2 separate regions of the Danio rerio genome follow, and region 1 is linked to region 2. Evidence: chromatin contacts called from public HiCAR-type data. All regions are on one chromosome and are shown on one strand. The core of a region is the stretch at or near the end of the contact, and the rest is flanking DNA. Distances in the headings are between cores, read along the strand shown. Region 1 overlaps cep131 (centrosomal protein 131). Region 2 has its middle 14 kb from the start of aatkb.

Region 1 (5,046 bases), core at 1,463-3,962, 55 kb before region 2:
TCAAGGAGATCACTGTAAAAGGTCAGCAGAGTTCAACAACAGACGTCAATCAGCACCAGCGCCCCATCTCTCTCAGTTTGGATCTAGATAACCACTCCCTTCAACAATATCCATTTCAACACAGCCTGTCTGTTTCGTTAAACCTGTTTCCAAAATCAGTCACGTTTATGATTTCTCTATGCCCTAAAGACAAGAATAAAATGCTGTTTTATTCAGCATTTAGTGCTGTTGTTAAATAGTGATACGTAAATAGGCAGACAGAATAGACTTTTGGTGGTTTTCTCTAATGAAGGGAGTATTTCCAAGGTGGTAAAACTGCAGATCACTTGAGTTATTTGTGTTTTATTAAATATTTATTAAATACATGCTTTGGTACATACTTTTGGGTAACTTTTTAGAATGAATCTCTAATTACAATTGAAACCACCAGCTATTGGGTGTCATAGGCCAATCTGGAGACTATGTACACTAGGCACCTAAGAAGAATTACAAATATAATTTTAAGTGACACTGCTCATCCCCTACACTCAGAATTTCAGCTCTTTCCTTCTGGTAACAGGTTTCTAGTATCAAGCTGTAGAACTAAACGATACAAAAATAATTTCATACCAGCAGCCATTAGGCATTTAAATAAAGGCATACACTAAAGCAGAGGTACAGTGCAACTGGAAAGTATTTATAGCGCTTCATTTTTTCCAGATTTTTATGTTACAGCCTTATTCCAAAATGGCTTAAATTAATGTATTTCCTCAAAATTCCACACACAATAACCCATAATGACAATGTGAAAAAAAGAGTTTTTTAAATTGCTGCAAATTTATTAAAAATAAAAAAGCTAAAAAAAATCACATGTACAGAAGTATTCACAACCTTTGTCGTGAAGCTCTTAATTGAGCTCAGGTACATTCTGTTTGCACTGATCATTCTTGAGATGTTTCAGCTGCTTAATTGGAGGTAACCTGTGGTAAATTCAGTTGATTAGACATGATTTGAAAAGGCTACAACTGTCTATATAAGGTCCCAGGGTTGACAGTGCATGTCAAAGCACAAACCAAGCATGAGGACAATTTAATTTTCTGTAGACCTCCGAGACAGGATTGTCTCGAGACACAAGGCTGGGGAAGGTTATAGAAAAATTTCTGCTGCTCTGAAAGTTCCAATGAGCACAGTGGCCTCTATCATCCGGAAGATGTGGAACCACCAGGACTCTTCCTAGAGCTGTCCTGATATCTTAGCTGAGTGATCGGATGAGAAGGGCCTTAGTCATGGAGGTGATCAATAACCTGATAGTCACTTTGTCTGAGCTCCAGCATTCTTCTGTGGAGAGAGGCTAACCTTACAGAAGGACAACCATCTGTGCAGCAATCCACCAATCAGGCTTGTATGGTAGATTGGCCAGACGGAAGCCACTCCCCATCTGGAAATTGGCAAAAGCAAAAGGACTCTCTGAAGAAGGACTCTCAGACCATAAAAAACACAATTCTCTGGTCTGATGAAACTAAAACAGAACTCTTTGGAGTGAATGCCAGGCGTTACATTTGGAGAAAATCAAGCAACGTTCATCACCAGGCTAATACCATCCCTACTGTGAAGCTTGGTGGTGGCAGCATCATGCTGTGGGGATGTTTTTCAGCAGCAGGAACTGTAAGACTAGTCAGGATAGAGGGAAAGATAAATGCAGCAATGTACAGAGACATCCTGAATGAAAACCTGCTTCAGAGTGCTTTTGATCTAAGACTGGGGCGATGGTTCATCTTCCAGCAAAACAATGACCCAAAGCACACCACCAAAATATCAATGGAGTGGCTTCACAACAACTCAGTGAATGTCCTTGAGTGGCCCACCCAGAGCCCAGACCTAAATCCTATTAAACATTTCTGGAGAGATCTGAAAAAGGGGGTACACTTTTGTTTCCCATGCAACCTGAAAGAGCTTAAGGGGTACTGCAAAGAGGAATGGGCTAAAATTCCCAAAGGCAGGTGTGCCAAGCTTGTGGCATCGTATTCAGAAAGACTTGAGGCTGTAATCACTGCCAAAGGTGCATCAACAAAGTATTGAGCAAATGCTGTGAATACTTATGTACATTTAATTTTTCAGTTTCATTTGCAACAATTTCAAAAAGTATTTTTTTTTCACATTGTCATTATGGGGTTTTGTATGTAGAATTTTGAGTGATTAAATGAATTTAATCAATTTTGAAATAAGGCTGTTTTATGACTTTATGTCCATTTGTTGTTACCATGTGATTTTTCTGTGGCGCTGATATGAAATGAGGAGTCTTGACTGCAAAGTTGCAAGCCAAATCTGCCTTGGGGTAAAAAAAATAAAGTAACCTAACTAGTTTTAAAGCTTCTAGACTTTTATCTTCAGGTATAGTTGACTTACCTCTTAACTTAATACTTGACTTCGCTATAAAATTGTGTGAAAATTTGTTGCGCATCACAAAAGAAGATATTTTGAAGAAGATGCTATTTTTTTAAATATTTAAAAAAATAAAAATTTTAATCTCTTTGTGTGTGCACTCAGGTCTAGAACCTGAAATTCAGAAGCTGATCTCCAAACACAAGCAGGAGCTGAAGAAGCTGAGAGTTCTTCATGAGGCAGAGCTCCTCCAGGCGGACGAGAGGGCTGCTCAACGCTACGTCAGACAGAGCGAGGAGTTACGGCAACAGCTGGAGAAAGAAAAAGATGAACAGTGCCAGAGAGAAAGAGAATTGGCTAAGCAGAGGTACACACACCCTTGCACATGCATATGTGTGGAGTGCAATGAATACTCAAATACACATCTGTTCATAAGAGATCTAACCAATGACTGGGATGTGCAGCCAAGACAATGTGTTCACAGATGTTAAAAAACACAAACACACTAGGAAAAAAAGGAAGGGAGACTGGAAAAAGTAATAGAGGAAACTGGCTAGACATGAGCTCAAAGCTAAATACTGCTTTTGAATATGAGGTATCAAAATAAGGAGTGCAAGAGGGCTATTTTTTATGTAAAGTTTTTTACGTCAGTATTATTTTTTCTTTCCTGTGTTGATGAATTTCATTTTAAATAGGATGTCAAAGGAATATTGAAGACTTGATCCATTTTCTTTAAATAGCAAGTGACTTTTACATTATATCTCTCAATGATTTGATACTAAGACTTTTTTTTACACAGTCTTCTCACACACACAAATATATATGACATCAGTTACCACATGTTCAGCTCCTAGAAGTATATAAAAATAATTATAAAAGCACAATAAACATGGTTTGTGACAGTTATGAAACAGCCAGAATGAAACAATAAAACACAGAGAGAAGTTTTGAATGCAGTTCATATACAGTATACGTATACAGTAGATACAGAAAGTATTTAGACCCCCCTTACATTTAAAAAAAATATTTAGAAAAATTTTAATTTCCTTTTTAAATAAATTTGCCAGAATGACAAAAATTTTGCAATTAAATTTTTTGTCAATATGGAGTATTTTGTGTACATTAATGAGGCAAAAAAATGGCTTAAATATAACAAAGAGTGAAAAATTTAAGGGAGTCTAAATACTTTCTGTACCCACTACAGCTGTGCGATTAATCGAAATCGAATTGCAATCGAATAGTAATAGTAAGATGCTGCGATATGAAATATATATATGTATATGTATTATTTAATTTCCTCAGCCCAGATAAAATGCATGACTGCCGTCTGTGTGATAGTCTTAGTAGCCAGTTGAGTGAGCACACTTTCGTTCTGCCCAATCAGAATTGTGCAACCAAACTATGCGGAATGATCGCAATAAAAAAACAAAACAAAAAGCAAGACGAGTGGGATGATGGCATTTGCCGGTTCTAAAGCATTAATAGACAAATTAATATCAAAGAAACACAAGACAGCAGTAATAAGGGAATATTTTGGTTCTAAAAAAACTGTGGGTCCTTCACTGGGCCTTTTCCCCTTAGCAAAGAAACTTTCCAAATCTTTCCTGTTTCCAAAATCTTTCCTGTTTCTTAGGCTGCATTTACACTACAGATCTTGATGGTCAATTCCATTTTTGTGACTGTATCTGATTTTTTTGATGAGCCACTTGCATCATGTTTTAAAAGTGACTCCTATCCGATTGTCAGCATTTACACAGCAAACGGCAAGTAAGCGGGGAAAAAAGAGCGGGCGTTGACTGACAACTGATAATAAAAAAGCGCCCTTTTCTCCGGTCCTGTATGTAATCTGTTTGCAGGGTTGTTTTACTATAGTGTATGACAGAAAAGTTCTCATTTGGCCATCTTCTTTTAATCTAGGTTTTAAACCAGTAGACATCCTAATGTAATGTCCATGACGTGATTTATGCATGTGATGTACTGTATTCAACAGTTTTATATTAGTTTTTATTGGTTATGAGGTGGGTATTACGCTCTCCTGCTCTCTCTAGCTCTCTCTCTCTCTAGTTAACATGCTTAAATGCTTGTGCTACATGACAATATAAAAGCATTTTTAGCCCTCGTGTATGAGATTTAAGGTTAGGGACTCTGCTGAAGTCTGTTCTTAAATGAAAGCATCAGAGTTGACATTATTCGTGTATGTGTTTAATGATGTGCTACACATTGACAGGTGAAAATCCAATCTACCGGCATACAGCAGACATGAGGGCACAGATCCGATTCATATCGAAAAAATTTCCACATGAACAAGGACTAAATCTGATTTGAGTAAATCGGAATCCATGTGATTTTTTTTTTTCCTGCTTACACATACACGGTCCATATCTGATCTGTGCCACATGAGAGAAAAAAAATCCGATATGAGTCACTTGAACCATGCAGTGTAAATGCAGCCTTATGCTGCGTTCACACCAGACGTAGAAAGAGCGTCAAGCGCAAGTGATTTACATGTTAAGTCAATGCAAACGCGCAAATAGACATTCTGCGGCGCGATACTCGCGAATGGTGCAATATGTGCGAATGGCGCGGCGCAAATTGAGCATTATGCACGTTTCGCGCGAATCGCTCAAGATCAAAAAACTGAAGTTAAGCGGACATTCACGCCGCGTTAACCAATCACGAGCTTGC
Region 2 (5,053 bases), core at 1,487-3,986:
TGTCCTCGAGCCGAGATTTGAACTTGGGATGCCCGGGAGGCCCTTCTGCACCCTATTTCGGCGCGAACCACTAGGCTGTCGCGTCAACTTAATTCTGCGTTTGAATCAGTTTATTTGTATATTTTAATCTACATTTAGCAATTTAGTTCTGATCTCAAATCTTTCAAGCTGCTGTTGAGGAACATATTGTACTTTTAAGGCTTTTTTTAGTCAAGAATGTAGTTGTTTAGATTGCAACAATGCAGTTTATTTATAAGGACAGTGCCTTTTGTAAATACTTATAATTTCTGAGAGACAGCACGTTTGTGGCCATTAATCTGTAATTGAGCAGACCAAAGACGGTTGACATTGTTTATGGTTGACAGGATGGCGACAGAGACCACATAATAAGCCATTTGAAGAGAAAAGGGGCCAATCACACTGAACGCACTTTTACGTTCTTAAAATGCAGGCGCACCACACTGCCTTTTTTGTTGACTGAATCAACGACTAAATCAGCTGGGTATTGTCCGCGAGTGTTGCTGTTTATATTGTGATAATTTTAATATTTAAAAATATTGTGATAGGCAAGATTTGTGAAGACCATACAGTTTCGGATAACTCAAAACAGTGACAGCTAGTCTCTTCTCCATCTTTAAAAGTCTCTGTAGTTGTCCTGACAACACAAACACTGCAGGCACCTTAACGGAAACCCCGCCTCTGCTTTCATTTAATTTGGTAGAATGAAACAGACACGTCTTATGTGCTTTTTCCGCTCAGAGTTGACTTTTTTTCAACTGTGAGCACACTGTGCCAAAGGCAAAAACACGAGGCGCAGCAGGCGGTTAAAACATAAGGCGTGCAGGGTGCATAAGCAGCGTGCAAAAAGGCCCCTAATTTCGACCTACAGCGTATCAAATCATTATTAAACTAGTAAGTGATATTTTAAGTTGATCTCTCTCCTTTGTATGTTGTAGTGCTGTATACCATATAATTGTAGTGTTTTGAGTGTGAGATGGGTCTTGCATATCAGAAATGTGTGTTTAGTTGACAGAAAGAAAAGAAATGCCTGCATGTGTTAAGCGTTTTTCCTTATCGTAAACACAGCAGTAATCTGGTAGTGATTGCGTTGCTTCATTCGGGGTTACTTATTTTAATGTCCCAATTGCAACAGAGAAATACTGTAGACTGTAATCGACTGTAATACTGTAGGGAGAAATTTCTGAAATGTCAGCAAAATCATCTGTTTTGCCATCACTTTAGACATTATGCTAGAAACTCATTAAAATACTAGCTCTAAAGAGATGTCTGTGAAGTAGCAATAGTTTATATACAGTTAAAACCAGAAGTTTACATACACTGTATAAAAAGGCACCATTTAAAAAAGTCAGATGTTAAAGTTAATGGCTAATTGACAACATTTGAGTTAATTGGAGGCACAACTGGTGAGAAGTATTTAAGGAAATCCTCAAGCACACTGCTTCCTTGTGTGACAACATGGGAAAATCTACAAGACAGAATTAACAAAAAAGCCAGATTATAGTTAGCTAAATTACACTGGGAAAAATAATACATTTTTGACATGTCCTGTGGTCTGATGGAACTAAGATTGAACTGTTCAGCCATAATGACCAGTGTTACATTTGGAGGACAAAGGGAAAAGCTTACAAGCCTAGGAACACCGTCCCAACTGTAAAGTATGGGGGTGGCAGCATCATGTTGTGGGGCTGTTTTGCTGCAGGAGGGACTGGTCCACTTCACAGCATACATGGCATCATGAAGGAAGAGCATTATGTAGAAAATACTGAAGCAACATCTCAAGACATCAGCCAGGAAATTAAAACTTGGCCACAAATGTGTCTTCCAAACAGACCATGATCCTAAACATACTGCCAAATTAATTAAAATGTGCTTTAAGGACAACAGAGCGAATGTTTTGGAGTGGCCATCACAAAGCCCTGACTTCAATCCTATAGAAGATTTGTGGGCAGAGTTGAAAAAGCTTGTTGGAGCAAGACAGCCTACAAATCTGACTCAGTTACACCAATTCTGTCAGGAGGAATGGACCAAAAGTCCTGCAAACTACTGTGAGAAGCTTGTGAAGGATACCCAAAACATTTGACCAAAGTTATACAGTTTAAAAGCAAAGCTAAAAAGAATACCAAGGAAATGAATGCAATCTTTTGACTGTCTAGAAATGAATAAAAAATTCTCTCAAAATTTTTTTTTTTTCTTTTTATTCTGGCATTTAGCAAATGTAAGTCATTAAGGTAATCCTAACTGACCTAAAATAGTAAACGTTTAGTCTAATTTATCGTCAGACATTAAAAAAAATGGTTATGTTTCTTTTTTTAGAGTGTATGTAAACTTCTGGTTTCAACTGTATATAGAAATTCTCACTCATTTTCTCTGATCTCCAAATTTAATTTTCACATTTTTATGGAATCCTAGGTTTACATTTTACCATTTATTTGACTTTTATCAACCAATTTTACATTCACCACCTTGAAATAAAAGCAAACTGTTATATTTCATGTCAAAAGAAAATATCTATTATTATTTGTATTGAAGTATAAATGATTTCACTGCCTATTCCCAATCAGCTATGAAGAATGAGGAACCTAATTCTTCGTCATATTCAAGCTATTATGTAACGTGAGTTATATAATACCTCCATAACGTGCATACATTAGCCTTGCGATGATTCATACACTATCTTTGTCTTCTCCCAGTTTTCCCCCACATTCAGAAGCCGAATTCTCTCAGTCTCTCCCAGCAGTATTGACACGGCAGAGTAAACACAAATTGAGCTGATTTAGTGCTCTCTCGCGTTTCGCCTCCGGCTCTCGACTTCAGAAACGACAACTCTGATAGCCGTTCACACACATACACCTTGATGTGCATTAGGTTGTGCTCCTGGGTATAATCGCTTTACCATGTGTCCAGCTTTTGCTTGGCTGTAGCAGTCAGTTAAAGAAGCACGTAATTGAGTTAGATGGCTGTTTGCCACACAGCCAAGTGGATCAGAACGGAAAAGCGAAGATGACAAATGGGGGGAAAAGGCTAGAGATGACTCGAGGGGGCTTTCTGCTTTAAATTAAGCATCCTGAGACACTGCAATTTATTATGTAAGCTGTTATGATTCACGACACTAAGACGCATCCTTAAAGAAAGAAAAAAATGCATTTAAGCCTCATAAAGAAAATACATTCAGTTTAATCACATATCAGTCGATACAATCAAAAAAGATTCTCTGTGTGTGTGTGTGTTCAGTTAAGTGCATTTACTGATTTGCCGCCTCCTGATGTTCTTTCTGAAAAGCGATGAAGCTCTCAGGTCAAACACAGATTTTCTCAGATGGTTCAGAGATGATTTTAATTCTTATAATTGTATGCGATAAGTCATGAAAGTGTGGAATTTTAAACTCTTTAAAGTCATCCCAGCAGGCACACAACATCATAAGATGTAATATTAGGTTGAGTATATTTCTGAGCTAATTAATATACAATAACCTGTGAGATCTCTTCGCTTTAAGGATCGTCTCTATTTGACAGTTCCACGATCACGCTTAAAATGTTGAGGTGATAGAGCTTTTTCAGTAGCAGCTCCAATACTCTGGAACGATCTTCCACTCTCCTTAAGAACAACTTCAACTTTTGAGTCGTTTCAGAGGTCACTGAAAACACACTTATTTTCTTTAGCTTTTAATCATGTGATGTGAGTTTATTTATTTTGGTTTTGTGTTTATTTGCATGTTTTATGTACAGCACTTTGGTACTCATTGTGGTTTGTTGAAAGTGCTCTAGAAATAAATTGAGCTGAGTTGAGATTTAGGTCGTGATGTCAGGTGACCAAAATTTTATGTCTAGCCAGTGTCTAAGGACAACATCATGACGTCCAATAACGATGTCAAATGATGTTGGTATTTTGTTGATTTTAGATTGTGTTAGAAAGTGACCAAAATCCAATGTCGAGCCAACATCTTAAAACAATGTCATATTGAAGTCAAATACTAACATTTATTCGTCAGGTATGGCAACTAAAATCCAACATCTGATAAACGTCATAGTGGTAACATCCACACAATGTCAAGCTGTAACATCATTAGACGTTGATATTTGGTTGAGTTAAGGTTGGATGTTGGACATTGATGTCGGTCTGACATTGGATTCTGACGTCAACTCGATTTTCATTTACAAGCAAAATGCAATGTCCTCACGATGTTGGAGTACAATGTCAATCTGACAGCATGTTGACGTCCTTAGCCTGCTGGAATTATACCTTTTGAGCATTTCTGTACAGAAAATATTTCATGCAATGTGCAGTTCAGCAATAATAGTGTCTGTAATTGCCGATTCACGTCCCTCTATGCTTTAAAATGTCCGATAATGTACTAGTCGGGCATAATGGGCAGATGTTTGTGAGAGTCAATTAGTAGGAGATTGGCAGTCCATGTGCGTTTTAGTACAATGGAGTTGCACTAAGCTGAACTCAAGGCGAATCAATCCCTCCCTATTAGACTTCTATAGTAATAGCAGCACAAAAACAGTTCTACCGAACATTCGTTTAATCACCACAAGACTCTAAAATTGATCCCTGTTTTTCTTTTCAGTCTGTTTGTGCAGATAAGTATAATGGATGTTGAATATTCTCTTCAGAATTTTGCAGTCATTTTGTTGAGATCCTGGATATGGTTAGTTAGTGGTAGCCTAAACACCTATGGTAACAATTTACAGTAATTTCCCATTAATCAACATCATGGAATTCACCAACGGTTACATCTAAAAATATTCGTTATTCAAAAAATACACCAGGGGCGTCACAGTGGCACAATGGGTAGCACAATCGCCTCACAGCAAAAAGATCACTGGTTCGAGCATCGGCTGGGTCAGTTGGCATTTCTGTGTGGAGTTTCCATGTTCTCCCCATGTTGGCGGGGGTTTCCTCCGGGTGTTTTGATTTTCCCCACAGCCCAAAGACATGGTCCAGGTAATTTGGTAAGCTAAATTGGTCGTGGTGTATGTGTGTGAATGAATGGATGTTTCCCAGCGATAAGTTGCAGCCGGAAGGGCAT

What was found. HiCAR-type assays count read pairs that join an accessible place to other places.
Region 1: a contact with region 2 is called in a HiCAR-type map of caudal fin, with 6 times the contacts expected there. The contact joins two enhancer-like sites. A contact is called at or near these places in 7 of 18 Hi-C or Micro-C datasets (caudal fin, embryo, gastrula embryo and 2 more) and 1 of 4 datasets of contacts at active chromatin or transcription factors (caudal fin).

What each region holds. Positions count from the first base shown.
Region 1 is chr12:37,782,182-37,787,227 of GRCz12tu, reverse strand. cep131 (centrosomal protein 131) reads left to right here. Exons shown (of 27, transcript NM_001353865.1): 18 at 1-21; 19 at 2,527-2,728. Among named protein-coding and RNA genes, the nearest start is that of st6galnac, 18 kb to the right of the region's middle. Within about 2 kb of position 2,712, at least 5 of the 62 cell types and tissues checked have an H3K27ac peak or open chromatin away from gene starts, as enhancers often do.
Region 2 is chr12:37,727,619-37,732,671 of GRCz12tu, reverse strand. No RefSeq gene overlaps it. Among named protein-coding and RNA genes, the nearest start is that of aatkb, 14 kb to the right of the region's middle. Within about 2 kb of position 2,736, at least 4 of the 62 cell types and tissues checked have an H3K27ac peak or open chromatin away from gene starts, as enhancers often do.